Regions from separate parts of the Mus musculus genome. Here region 1 is linked to region 2. A link is a contact called in public Hi-C data. All regions are on one chromosome and are shown on one strand. The core of a region is the stretch at or near the end of the contact, and the rest is flanking DNA. Distances in the headings are between cores, read along the strand shown.

Evidence for each region. A called contact is a pair of places that touch in the nucleus more often than the background predicts.
Region 1: a contact with region 2 is called in a Hi-C map of embryonic stem cells, with 3 times the contacts expected there. The contact joins the enhancer-like site here to the promoter of Mrm1 in region 2. A contact is called at or near these places in 7 of 39 promoter capture datasets (the 3T3-L1 cell line, the HPC-7 cell line, the SN4741 cell line and 4 more), 1 of 15 datasets of contacts at CTCF or cohesin (embryonic stem cells), 11 of 484 Hi-C or Micro-C datasets (the C2C12 cell line, the N1E-115 cell line, cortical neurons and 6 more), 4 of 115 datasets of contacts at active chromatin or transcription factors (astrocytes, forebrain, microglia and 1 more) and 1 of 9 other capture datasets (embryonic stem cells).

The regions. Positions count from the first base shown.
Region 1 is chr11:83,783,528-83,789,974 of GRCm38.p6, reverse strand. Heatr6 (HEAT repeat containing 6) reads right to left here. Exons shown (of 20, transcript NM_145432.3): 20 at 6,221-6,447. Among named protein-coding and RNA genes, the nearest start is that of Gm38934, 24 kb to the left of the region's middle. Within about 2 kb of position 2,659, at least 29 of the 459 cell types and tissues checked have an H3K27ac peak or open chromatin away from gene starts, as enhancers often do. A contact at or near this core is called in the N1E-115 cell line and embryonic stem cells, where this site is marked.
Region 2 is chr11:84,814,204-84,820,967 of GRCm38.p6, reverse strand. Mrm1 (mitochondrial rRNA methyltransferase 1) reads left to right here and starts at 1,453. Exons shown (of 5, transcript NM_145433.1): 1 at 1,453-2,131; 2 at 2,275-2,368; 3 at 5,928-6,060; 4 at 6,160-6,279; 5 at 6,457-6,764. The coding sequence starts at 1,596. The coding sequence ends at 6,536. Dhrs11 (dehydrogenase/reductase (SDR family) member 11) reads left to right here. Exons shown (of 7, transcript NM_177564.5): 7 at 1-240.

The sequences.
Region 1 (6,447 bases), core at 1,410-3,909, 1.0 Mb after region 2:
GAGGCAGAGAGAGCAGAGAGAGCGAAACAGACACAGGGAGAGACAGTGTGTGTGTGTGTGTGTGTGTGTGTGTGTGTGTGTGAGAGAGAGAGAGAGAGAGAGAGAGAGAGAGAGAGAGAGAGAGAGAGATGTTTGGAAAAGTTTGTGGGTAAACTGTGCCAAGCCTGATGACCTAAGTTAGATCCCTGGGATTCACAAGGTGGGAGAGAGCTATCCTCTATACATTGTCCTCTGACCTGTGCAAGCGTACTTTTAAGCTCTCCCTCCCCTAAGCAAAACTGATATTAACAAGCTCTATGCTTTAAGAAATAGCCCTGCCCCAAATCCCTGTAATTTACTCCCCATCCAAGCTCCATTCAAGCAGCAAGCAGCTGTGTCATCTGCTCTGCTTCCCAGCCCCACTTGAACCTGCGCTGCCTTCAATGCTAGCTAGCATAAGCTTCACTTAGACGCTTCAGGGAGCCAGCATCGGGCATTGACAGGAAGGCGCATGCGTCCCGACCGTGATCTGAGCATGTTACTCAGAAGTTTCGTAATCTGTGAGTCACAAAACAGGAAGGATAACATTTGCCTCACTGTTAAGTATTGTTCTCAGATGACACGATGCTAGCGAAACTGCCTCATGTATAGAAGATACTCAGGAAATGCATCAAGAATCGATGAGCCCCTCCCAGATGACTGGGGCTCGCGTTCCCTTGTCTCCAGCCCCTTACCACTCCCCTTTTCTATACTCTTGCCTTGCCATGCTTGTGAGGCAGGGCCAAAAGCTCAAGAGATTCTTCTGGTACCTTCTCTGGCACCTTACATACCGTTCTTGTTCAAAGCATTAAGCGTAACCAAGGGTGTTGCTTTTTTTTTTTTTTTTCTTTACATTCATTCCAGGGTGGAAGGTTGTCTCACTGCACGAGAGACATGTTATCCTACAGGTGTCACGACCACCCCCAAATCCAGCCTTTCAGACCAGAGCTCCCTGAACCCATGCCCCCTACAAGCTAAGGCTCAGAGAAGAGCGATGCTTCTCCACTTTGGGCTTCTTAGCCCTCCAGGGCACATTTTCCAAAGCATGAGATATGTTGGGTTGTCATAGTTAGGGGGATTCTTCCTGGCGTCTGGTTAAGTAAGGGGTTTGAGATGTTGACAAACATCCCACAGTGCACCTACAAGGAACCAGCCTGCCCGAGGAATTAACAGTGCCATGGTTGAAAACCTTGACTTAGAGGGGCCCTTCCATAAGGTCAGGGCAAAGCTCTGCTCACAGCCCTCCCCACCCATGGTTCCTAAACCCCTCCTCTTTATGGTGGGGGGACAAGGCCAGGAAGGCCCCACATCCCAGTTACCACGCTCAGCCTCCTCCTGTTTCCACCTGCTGTTCTGCTCTGTTACCTCCTGCCCCTCTAAGATAGCCTGTGTGTCCTACGTGCCACCTGCTGTACAGCTCTGTGGTCACCCCAAGGGTCACCCCCGCCTGCCTCTGCTCAAAGGTTGTCTTCCCAGGGAGAACTTCCTTCACACCTCGTGCCAAACTATAATCTGCCCAGAGCTTTCTGTCCGGCCATGATCTGTTTTTCCTTGCCTCTGGCCCCCGAGACCCCAGGTCACTGACGGTATTAGCTTACCGTCCTGATCAAGTGTGATATCTGCAGGACTTTTTTTTTCCTTGTTCCCTGATATTTTCTTCTGCTTGATTCTTTTTCTTTTCTTTTCTTTTTCTTTTTTATTTTTGAGACAGGGTTTCTCTGTGTAGCCCTGGCTGTCCTGAAACTCACTCTGTAGACCAGGCTGGCTTTGAACTCAGAAATCTGCCTGTCTTTGTCTCCTAAGTGCTGGAATTAAAGGCATGCACCACCACTGCCCTGCACTTGCCTGATTTTTATATATTATATCTTATATATTTGATAAATTCTCCAGATATCTTCTCCAGTGAATGGATGAATGAATAAATGAATGAAAATCCTACTGTTCCAGAGCTGTTCCGTTCTTATGAAGTCAAGCTGACCTGACACTTGTGTCATGTGAGTGCAGTTGCCCTCATAGACCAGAAGAGAGCGCTGGATCCCCTGGAGTGACAGGTGGCTGTGAGCCATTGGACGTGGGTCCTGGGAACCCAACTCAGGTACTTTCCCTTATTATCCCCAACACCTGTTCAGGCAAACACTTAAATGTTATTCTGAGCATCTCATGTAAATGAAAACCTACAGTATACGTGGCTGTCTTCTTTGACTTAGCATAGCATTTAATGGCTCACCCACGATATGGAGTATATTGATATTTCACCTTTTCTACAGCCCAATATTATTCCACCGAGTAGACACACATCATGCCGTTCTCTGGTCGCCAGCAGAGCCGCCGTTGCTAGTTAGGGGCTATCCCGAATGCTGCAGCTGTGGGCACTGCTGTACTTGGTCACATCATTTGTTTGGGGTGTCACCTGGAGTTGCTGAGTCATGTGGTGACTGTGTGGAAATTTTGGAGGGACTGCCTGCTGCGCTTTCTTCCTGGCTTTGTGGATTCACACCCAGCATTGTCTTTCCTCGAGTTATGCCGAGCTTCTTCGGTCCATGCTACCTGACCTCCTCTGCATGGCATACCTGGGAGGCTCCTGTGCCTCCTGAGGGGCACCCTCTATGGCCAACACCTCAGTCACAAGGAAGGGAGTTTCAATATCCCAGGGCTCAGGTTACACGGGCAGCAACTACAATGAAGCCTCGAGTGAGAACCCTCAGCTCCTCCCTTCTGTTCGTGCTCCATCTGCTACCTGAGTGCTCCCTAAAGCAAATCTATTTTGCTTTAGGGATACCTACAAGTCTAGTAAGCCTACCGACACTGCCCATGACCTCTCTATGGGCTCACCATGCTGAGCGTCACAAGCTAACCCACCAGAGGCCATCCGCTTGGCTAAACCTCCCTGCCTTGGGTTAGGCCACTCCCTCCTCAAATGTGATTTCCTCCCTTTCCTAGTCAGGAAGAACAGCCTGACTGGCTTTCCTCTTGTGCTGGCCTGGGTCCAGCCCTCACCACCCTCATCTGGGAGTGCCTCTTGGCTTGAACTGGCTTAGCGTTCACCTTTGAATCTGAGTGATAGCCATGTGTGGAATTTCAAATGTGGTAAAAGCAAAAATAAAGTCCCAAGCTTGGAAAGAGCGTTCTTTATATGTTAATTTCCCCCACATCTGGGTTTCACATATGTACAGTAGCAAAGCCATGTAGGAGACAGTATAAGATAGAGAAGCCTCCAAGACCTGAATTCCATTCCCGCTGTCCCCTTGGTGAGCTTGGTCATGAGGGCTACCATCTCCCCTCCGAGGCCTCGGTGCTCGTCGATACGAGGGGGTGTTGTATTCCTTTCCAATTCACTCAACAGACTCTTGCCAGGACCTGTTCAGGCGAGGAAAGGCCAACAAGACAGGAAGTGACTTATATCCAGCAGGGAGGGCCACAGATAAGCAGGCAGGTGACCATAAAAGAGTGGTAAAGCGTGTTCTGAAAGATGGGGCTAGCAAGGAGAGTACGTTTTCCCTCCATCGGGAGTTTTCAAGCCAGTACTGAGCATCCAGTGGTAACTACCCCAGCAAATGGGGCCAAGCAGAAAAGGGTCCAGGAAGAAAAGCCTGCAACCTAGGAACAAGGGACATCCCGGAGACGGAAGGATGGTGTGAATACCACGGACAATCGCTGAAGCTCTTAGGGCTTCCCTTCCATGTCAACCTCAGTTCATGTGCTGAGAGATCCAAATGCCTACTGAAGAGTTACGTGCTGGGTGTGGACCTGTGATCCCAATACTGTGGAGGCTAAGGCAGGACGGTTGAGAACGGAACTCCAGCCCGTGCATTTGGTGACAGCTCATCTCAAAACAAAACCTACCCCCTAAAAACAAACAAAAAACAAGAGACACAAATAATGGAGCTAGAGAGGAGGCTCAGCAGTTAAGAGCATTTGCTGTTCTTACAGAGAACCTGGGCTTGGTTTCCAGCACCCACATCAGATAGGTCCCAATGCTCTCCCCAGTTTCAGGGGATCCAAGACCCTCTTCTGGCCTCGGGTATCTGCACACATGTGCACACACAAGCAGGCAGATATATACTGATTTTCCAGGACAAAGACTACATCAGGGGTTCATAAATTCTCCAGAAGGTTCTGCAACACACTAACCAACCCTTGTGGCGTGTTCTGAAGTCTGAGACGTCGCTGTAAGTAGAAACAGTAATACAACTATTATAAAACTCCCAAAGGCAACACACCTCAGACCACTCAACTCAGAATCTGTGAACTGCCATAAGTCATTGAAGTTGTCCCAGGTGACTTCAACGTTAAGCCTGCTCCTCACCCTTGTTTCTAATGAGAACTGGATACCCACCCCCACCCGACTCCACTCCACCCTACTCATGTCCAGTCTAAATGACTTTGTGATCTCTGTCTCCACCTGCTGGCCATTATACCAAACTGCAGGAGTTCAACTGTGCTATCTGTAGATCCAAGACCTTGCAACTTTTTAAAAAAGTTTGCTAAATGGATAAAAAAAAGAATCAATGAGATGAAAATATTAAGTAGTTAGAGCATGTAAAAATAATATTTTGCTGGAGAGATGGCTCAGTGGGTAAAAGCACTGACTGCTCTTTCAAAGGTCCCAAGTTCAAATCCAAGCAACCACATGGTGGCTCACAACCATCCATATGAGATCTGACACCCTCTTCTGGTGTGTCCGAGGACAGCTACAGTGTACGTACATATAGCAATAAGCAAATCTTTTTTTTTTTTTTTTTTAAAAATCATATCCTTTCCTATGACGAGGTTGTCTAAGAGTCTTACATACATTAGGATAAAGCGTGTGAGAGCCTGGGGAGTATTTGCAAAGTAAAACACAGCCAGTATTACCTACTGCTGTTAACTAAGCATAAGTTATAACCCCTGTTTTGTACCAGTGATTCATTGTCAAGGAATTGTTTTAACTTAGTCAAGTCAAAGTATATTTAGTCCTATTTTCCTGATGTTGACTATGGGTACTTAGTGGTGAGGGTTAGTGGGAAATACAGGCCTTTAGGCAGGAAGAGATAGCTTAGTGGTTAAAAGCACTTGTTGCTCTTACAGAGGACCCAAGTTTAGTCCATACAAAGCAGCTTGCAACCCCTTGTAACTTCTGCTCCAGGGGGAAGAAATCTGATGCCCTCTTCTGGCCTCTACAGGTACGGCAAAACTGGTCACAGGCATAGATAGGCCGAACACCCACACACATAAAAAGTAAAATGGAAAAAAAAAATCTAATTTGGTGGTGGAGAGATAGCTCAGTGAATAAGAACACTTCCTATGGGATCTTGAGGACCTGAGTTCAGCTCCCCAGCACCCACATAAAACAGCTGGGTACGCCCGGCGGTGGTGGCACACGCCTTTAATCCCGGCACTTGGGAGGCAGAGGCAGGCGGATTTCTGAGTTCGAGGCCAGCCTGGTCTACAAAGTGAGTTCCAGGACAGCCAGGGCTACACAGAGAAACCCTGACTCGAAAAACCAAACCAAACCAAAACAGCTGGGTATGATCACGGGCATGTAACCCCAGTACTACTCGGAGTGGAGAAAGGATAGTTCACTGGGGCTTGCTGGCAGCCAGCCAAGCTCCAGGTTCAGCAACTGACTCAGTCTCAAAGGAATAATGCAGCAAGTGAGAGAAGAACAGTGGATGCCCTTCTCTGAACGAACTCTGCAGGCACACACCCACGGATGCAGATACACACACATGCACACAGACAGACACACTTGCACACACACATACACACAGGCACACATTCATGGATGCACAGATACCACACACATGCACACAGACAGACACACATACACACACATGCATGCATACCAAGGCACACACACACAGATGCACAGCTACCACACACCCACACATGTGCACACACATACACACACCCACAGATGCACAGCTCCCACACACACGCACACAGACAATGTTCACACACACATACACACTGTCGAGTTTAGTGCCATGAACAGGATTCTGACTCCAACGCCTTTCCGCTGTTTTTTATATCATAGCGAATCTACAGCTGTAGCCCTGCTGACCGGGCAGCCTGAGAAAAGCAAGGCCCAGAATGCCTCAGTGAGAATCTGTCCCTCAAGTCAGAAGCGGGGACCAGGACACCTATAGTATCTAGAGGTGTTTCTGTATATTCCCCTTTAGGTGAACCCTGACATCCATATCAGAGACCCAGAAACCAACGGTTACAAAGAAATGCCAGGTTTTATTCAAGGTAAGCAAAGGACAGGAGCAGATCGGCAAATGAACCATCAGATCCGGTTTTGCAAGTATTTTCACCAAGATACAAACTGGCGAAAATTCAAAGAACCAGAGCCTGTCAGATCCTCTGGCCTAGGGAAGTGTGTGAAAGAAGCCGTAGCTGAGGATGCAGAGGAGGGTGTGGAAGCCATGCAGGGTCAGGGCAGGGTCA
Region 2 (6,764 bases), core at 204-2,703:
TGCTCTATCCTCTTACACCCTACCCCCCACCCCTTAGGGTTGGAGCAGCAGAGACCTCATCTTTTACCTGTGTGGTTGTCCAGGGTTCCAGGTTCCCTTCCCAACCCTCCTGCCTCCCCCCCCCCCAGCTCTCCAGCCAAGTTTTGGCCCTCACCCTGGGGTCCTTACCACGGCTACAGAGTATCAGGGTCTGTCTCCTACTACATTTCACTGTAACAATTAAAGAGAGAGATTACAACCTACTCTACCTTCAGAAGTATCTTTCAGTTTTTTCCCCCCTTCCTGGTGATCAGTGTGGTTGGTGTCTCAGAATTCCTTCCAGGTAGCTAGGAAGGTGGGTAGATTCGGAACATCACTTCTGGAGTGGGCACAGGAGATGGTTAGTTCCAGGCCAGCCATAGGAGCCAAGGATACAAATGTCCCCAAAATACATAATTAAGTACATCCACTGCTGCTCTAGAGGACCCATGTTGATTCCAGTCCCAGGGAGTCCTACATCCTCCTCTCTCTCGCTGGGCCACCAGGCACACATGTGGTGCACAGCCACACGGACAAACAATATGCCCGCACATGTGAAAGAATTTTGAAAAATAAGTTGGAGCCAGGTATACTAATACTATTGCACACCTTTAATCCCAACATTTGAGAAGCAGAAGCAGGGAGACCTCTGTGGATTTGAGGCCAGCCTGGGCTACACAACGAGTTTCAGGCCATCCATGAGGGCTGCTTAGTGAGACATTGATTTTAAAAAAGAGGGGGTGGGGGCTGGAGAAATGGCTCAAATGTTAAGAGCACTGGCTGCTCTTCCAGAGAACCCTGGTACAATTCCCAGCACCCACAACTGTAACTTCAGTTCTTGGGGATCCAACACCTTCATAGATGTACATGCAGGCAAAACAACAATGCACATTAAAAAAAAAAAGGAATCATTAGGAAAAGGGAAAAGGTTTAAAAAGATATTTTAAAAGACTAGGCTGAAAAGAGCCAGTCTGGGCAGTGAGCAAGGAAGTCGTAGAATTACCATGGGCCAAGGGCATCGGCTGCTTGTCAGCAGAAATACCGTAGGCTCGTTGGGGCTTTCGGGAGATGGGAAATATTCTAGGGGTTCTGCTGGCTGGTGCTGAGGGTCTGACAGGATATGCTTCTGGGAGAAAGTCCCAACTATGACATTGTGCCAGGATGTAGGATGGCTCCAAGACTGAGGATTGAACAGATGGCCAAACCACTGACATGCGGTGGTCTTTGAGGACGAGCAGGTGAACGCCTTCTAACTTCTTCCTTCACCCGGGAGCAGTCCAAGGTTAGCTCAGCACCAGCACAGCCTCTAGGCTCGCCTGCGTCAGCGGAGGCAGTGCGACTCACTCCTGTAGGGGGTGCAGTGGAGACGTGGTTGCCGCCAAGCGCACATGTGCGTCATCGGACAGGGGGCTGGGCCTCCAGAACCCGGAAGCTGGGGACCCACGTGGGAGGCTGGGAGGTGACTGTCTTGGCTCGAGGGTCAGGTTGTGGGCAGTCCTTGTGAGGGGACGAAGTGTGGGAGGTCAACGGGTCCTCCCCAGCTGTCTGTCAGTGGAGTCTCGGGCGCTGCTGGAGCAATGCGGCGACTCTGGACGGTCGGGTGCTTCAGTCGCCTGATTGCCCGCCATTTCTCCTCGGTGGCTCGGCGCGGGGAACGGCCTGGCGGGGAGGAGCTGAGTCGCTTGCTTCTGGATGACCTGGCGCCGGCCCAGCGGCTGGAACGTCTATTTGGCTTGTCCCCATGCCTCCTGGCCTTGCGGGCTGCCCGTCGGCGCGTGGCCCGGCTCCTGCTCCAGGCCGGTAAGGCTGGGCTGCAGGGGGAGCGAGCCGAGCTGCTCCGGGTGGCCGAGGCTCGGGGCATCCCTGTCTTGAGGCCCAGGCGTCAGAAACTGGATGCCTTGTGCGGCTACCAAGTGCACCAGGGCGTGTGCATGGAGGTGAGCCCGCTGCGACCCCGGCCTTGCGATGAGGCGGCAGACACGAGCTCAGGCGACGACCCTCAGCAGCTGTGGCTCGTCCTTGAGGGGCTCCAGGATCCCCGCAATCTTGGGGCTGTGATGCGCTCCGCTCACTTCCTCGGCGTAGACAGAGTCATCACCAGCCAGAGAAACAGGCACGGACGTCCCTTAATTCAGTTTACGCCCAATCTGGAGGCGGAGCCAAGCTCCTAAGCACTGGGCGGGGAGCCCCGGGGTGTGTAGGGCGCGGGGCTAGAGATTTTCTGGTTTTAACACGGATCGTGGGGATCCTTTGCAGCTGTCCGCTTACTCCAGTAGTCAGCAAGGCCAGCGCTGGGGCTATGGAGGTGATGGACGTGTTCGCCACTCCTGACCTGCCCGGTTTTTTGCAGGTAAAATGGGGCGAGAGGGGAAGAAGAGGCGGAGGCGATGACTCTAGTTAGGGATGTTAAAGCTATCTCCAACGCAGTGGATTGGGGGAGGAGGAAGAGAAGGGACGTGGTGGCATTGATTCCTACGACCTTCTAAGTCCCACCAGGAAAGATCCCAGGGCCTTTTAAATAGAGCATCGTCTGAAGTTAGGGATTTCCTCGTCTCATTTACTACACGCCATGGCCACCTGTGTCGGCAAGTCAATGTCTGACAACCGTGGGACTTCAGCAGTACTCCAGGGAGCTGGTGGACTGGAGTCGTGGGTACCCGGAAGCTCAACTTCAAAGCGATTTAAACAAGGCTTTCCAAGGGGCGAGCTTTAGTGTTCTTTAGCTGTGTGTTTCCTAGCTAGACTCTAGGGGGCAGCATTGCCCCGCATTTGGCAGTCCCTCCACCCTCTATCCTTCCCCTGTCCCCACCCTCATCCCTCAGTGAGAAAATAACCTTGAAAAGAGGCTGAAGAAAGCTGCCTGATAAACTTATATTCAAGCCATATGTCTAATTTCAGATTTTTCCAGTAACCATGCAGGCGTGATGACACATATCTATAATTCCAGCTTTTAAGAGGTGGACACAGGAAGATCGTTTATTTCAAGTCCAGTCTGGGCTACCCAGTCTTAACAAAACAAGACAACAACAAATCTAGAAAACTAAAAAGAAACATGATTGTATCCAATATACCACAAGTATTATCATTAAAACATACATTTTAAATATTAGTGAAAAAAAAAATGAGACAGGTTATTGTGTGGCCCAGGCTGGCCTCAGATCCCTCAGAAATCCTCCTGTGTTAACCTCCTTAAGTTGTGTGCCATCATGCCCGGCTTAAATCCCGTTTTAAAATGCTTATACATAATACATCTCAATTTGGAATAGCCATATTTCAATCCTTAATAGTCACGTGTAGTAGGGCTGGAGAAATGGTGGAACAGTTAAGAGCACCGACTGCTCTCTCAGAGGATTCCCAGCACCCACGTGGTGGCTCACTGCCATCTATGACTCCAGTTCCAAGGGATCTGGTGCCCTCTTCTGGCCTCCCTAGGCATCGATCACATGTGGTGTGTACACTTACATGCAGTTTAACTCTCATGTAAAAAACAAAACAAAACAAGAAGACAAAGTTAAAATCTGTAGGAAGTGGCTTGGTGTGCTCTGAGATTTTCATATTGACCAGCACATGTCTAGAAGCATGTCTGGCTTCATCTCACAGGCAGCCCCCCTTCTGAGGAACTGTCCGAGACTGGTGGGAAGTGGAGTTCTCTCCTCACACCCCACACTCCCTGCCAGCATTGGGCCACAGAATTGTTTCCCCTGGTTACTGGGGAAGAGCTGGAGGCAGCAGCCAGCCCTGTGCCCCACCCACTGCCTACCAAAGCCTGCTCCATCGATACCAGCCCCACTGCAGCATGCCAAGAGTCTTCTGTGTTCATCTGACCTCATGTTAATCAGAACCTTCCCTTCGTACCCCATCAAAGCCCCGGACAGTCACAGTATCCTTCATGTTGCTTCAAAGGTCCATTCTTAGTTCTCAGGTACTTGACAGGTCTACAGCATCTAGCACATATGGTCATTCTGATTTTGTCTTGTTTTGTTTTTAATCACCTTTTTTTTCAGCAATCAAACTCAGCTTACACTAGGCAGACACATTGTCCGTGAGTCACAGCCTCACCCACTCCCCCTGGCCGTCCCTTTGCCTCTGCACTCTCCTGTAGGCATCTCCAGTGAATTCTCTTTGATCCCATGACCTCCAAACACTGTCATGTTCCAAGTCTCAGGCCTTGGATCTCTTTTGTGTAAATTGGCTTAATTTTTCCCCCCTAATCTAGTTGCCTAGCTTCATTTATTCCCTTGTATTGGCTTTTTGAGAAAAGGATCGGCTATGTAGCCAACCTCAGATTCATGATTCACAATCCTCCTGTTTCAGTGTCTCAAGTTCATATATATACATATATGTGTGTGTGTGTGTGTGTTGGGTATGTGTGCTACAGTGTGTGTGCATGTAGAGGTCAGAGAACAACTCTCTGGAGTTGGTTCTTTCTTGCCATTATCTATTTATTTATTTATTTATATATTTATTTAGAGATGGGGTTTCTTTGTGTATCCTTGGCTGTCCTGAAACTCACTCTGTAGATCAGCCTGGCCTTGAACTCACAGGAACCTGCCTGCCTTCCAAGTGCCGGGATTAAAGTTGTGTGCCGCCACCACCACCTCCCCCATCACTGTCACATTTAAACTCCTGACTTTCTTTCTTCTTCTTCTTCTTTTTTTTTTTTTAAATTAAAGGCAGGTTTATTTTGAGTTCACTGTCCCCAAGGACCAAGGCCAGGGAAGTGGCCATGGGGAAAGGGGAGGGGGGAAAGGGCAGAGAGAAAAAGAAAAAGGGTACTCCTGACTTTCCATTCCCCAGTTCCAGATTACTCCACTCCTCTGCTACACAGCTCTCTCCCTCCGCTCCCACAGTGGGCATTTCAGACTCCTTGTTTCCAGGTCTGACCATGGCTATCTGTTTTTCTAGGACCTGCCCAGCTCAGTTGTCCAGCCCAGACATTACCTCTGACTTCTTGATCCCACAGCTATGTCCCCAGATCCTTGTCCTTGGAGTTACTGTCACACCATCCCCATTTCTCACTGTTTCCTCTGCTACCCTTGTCGGAGTCCCCAGCTCCCTGGACTGGGGCTTGGGCCTCAGCATGGCAGGCATAATGATTCTGCTGAGGCCCGAGTCACACTGCGTCACTTGGCTCATAACCTTTCAAAGCACTAGGTCTGTGGTTCATACTTGTAATCCCAGTACTTGATTGAGAAACTTAAGACAGGAAGATCACCATGGGTTCAGGCCAGCCTGGGAGATATATATATATATGATGTATATGAGTACACTGTCACTCTCTTCAGACACCCCAGAAGCGAGCATCAGATCCCATTACAGATGGTTGTGAGCCATGGTGTGGTTGCTTGAAATTGAATTCAGGACCTCTGAAAGAGCAGTTAGTGCTCTAAACCACTGAGCCATCTCTCCAGCTCATGAGCTCATATCTTAAAAACTAAGACAACTGTTCAAAGCTTTTTTTATTAGTATAAAAGCCCTATGTTTCCAGTGACCCTTGAGACCTAACCCTATGTGATCATTGTCCTGCCACTGGCCAACTTAATAGTCTTTAGGTATGACAGGTGGGTGGGGTCTTCGTGCCTCCATACTTGCAGATCTTCCTGGAAGTCTGTAACCTTCTCCCACTGTCTATGAGAACTTACTCGTTAGTTATCTTCAGACCCGTCTTTTTGCCATCGCTTCAAAGGGGACTTCTACCATCACTGTGTCCCACAGCTGGGATTTTAGTCTGTATGTTCTTGACCTTAGTGCCCAGAGCAAATCCAGACCAGGTAGAGGTCCTGGCTGACTTCCTAAGTTGAAGACATTTCTCAGTGAATGTGCGTGTGCAAGGCTGGACCTGTCCTTGACCGTGTAGCTCTGATGAAGATTCGGTGCACCAGCACATGGCATTTTCTTTCCTCTTCTAGGCCAAGGCCCAGCAGGGGTGGCTCGTGGTGGGCACAGTGGGCTGCCCAGGTCCTGAGATCTCCCAGTCCTCCAAGGTCCCCATCACTAGCTGCTTAGAGTTCGTCTGGGACCGGCCTACCCTCCTGGTGCTGGGTAGGTAGGGTATACCTGCTTTTATATTTGCTGATGTCATCTGCATGTGGACATCATTTGCATGTGGACATCTGGCTAATACTGTCTCGTGTTCTGCAGGCAGTGAGGGCTCTGGTCTGTCCCAGGAGGTTTTTGCCTCCTGCCAGCTGCTCCTTACTATTCTGCCCAGACGCCACCTGCCTCCTGGTCTTGAGTCCTTGAATGTATCTGTGGCCACAGGTGAGTCTACCCCTCCCCTCCCCTTCCCTCCCCTCCCCTTCCCTCCCCTCCCCTCCCCTCCCCTCCCGTTTTCTGATTGATTTAACCTGAACAAGCTTCCCGCTCTGTGCTTCCCTTGTGTGTGTAAAGCAAGCGTGCCCTGCCTGTGTTGTAACCCTATCCTCTTCTTGCCTTTAGGTATTCTTCTACACTCCATTTGCAGTCAGAAGAAGGGTTTCCCTGTACAGGAGAGAGGACAACTTCTCCAAGACTCCTGAGAACCCTTAGCTACGTCTGAAGGACTCAGAGAGGCCCAGTACCCAGGACTACTACCACTGTGGTCAGAAAAACCGGCCAAATGTGGGCTGACATTGACTGTCTGAGATGTGCGTGTGTAGGAACCGCAATGAGTCACACATCCGTCCTCAGGCTTGGATGTAATGGGCCCTCTACTTGTAAGAGCCTGTTTACTGGCTACAGTCAGGAGAACTTTAGAGACCAAAAGA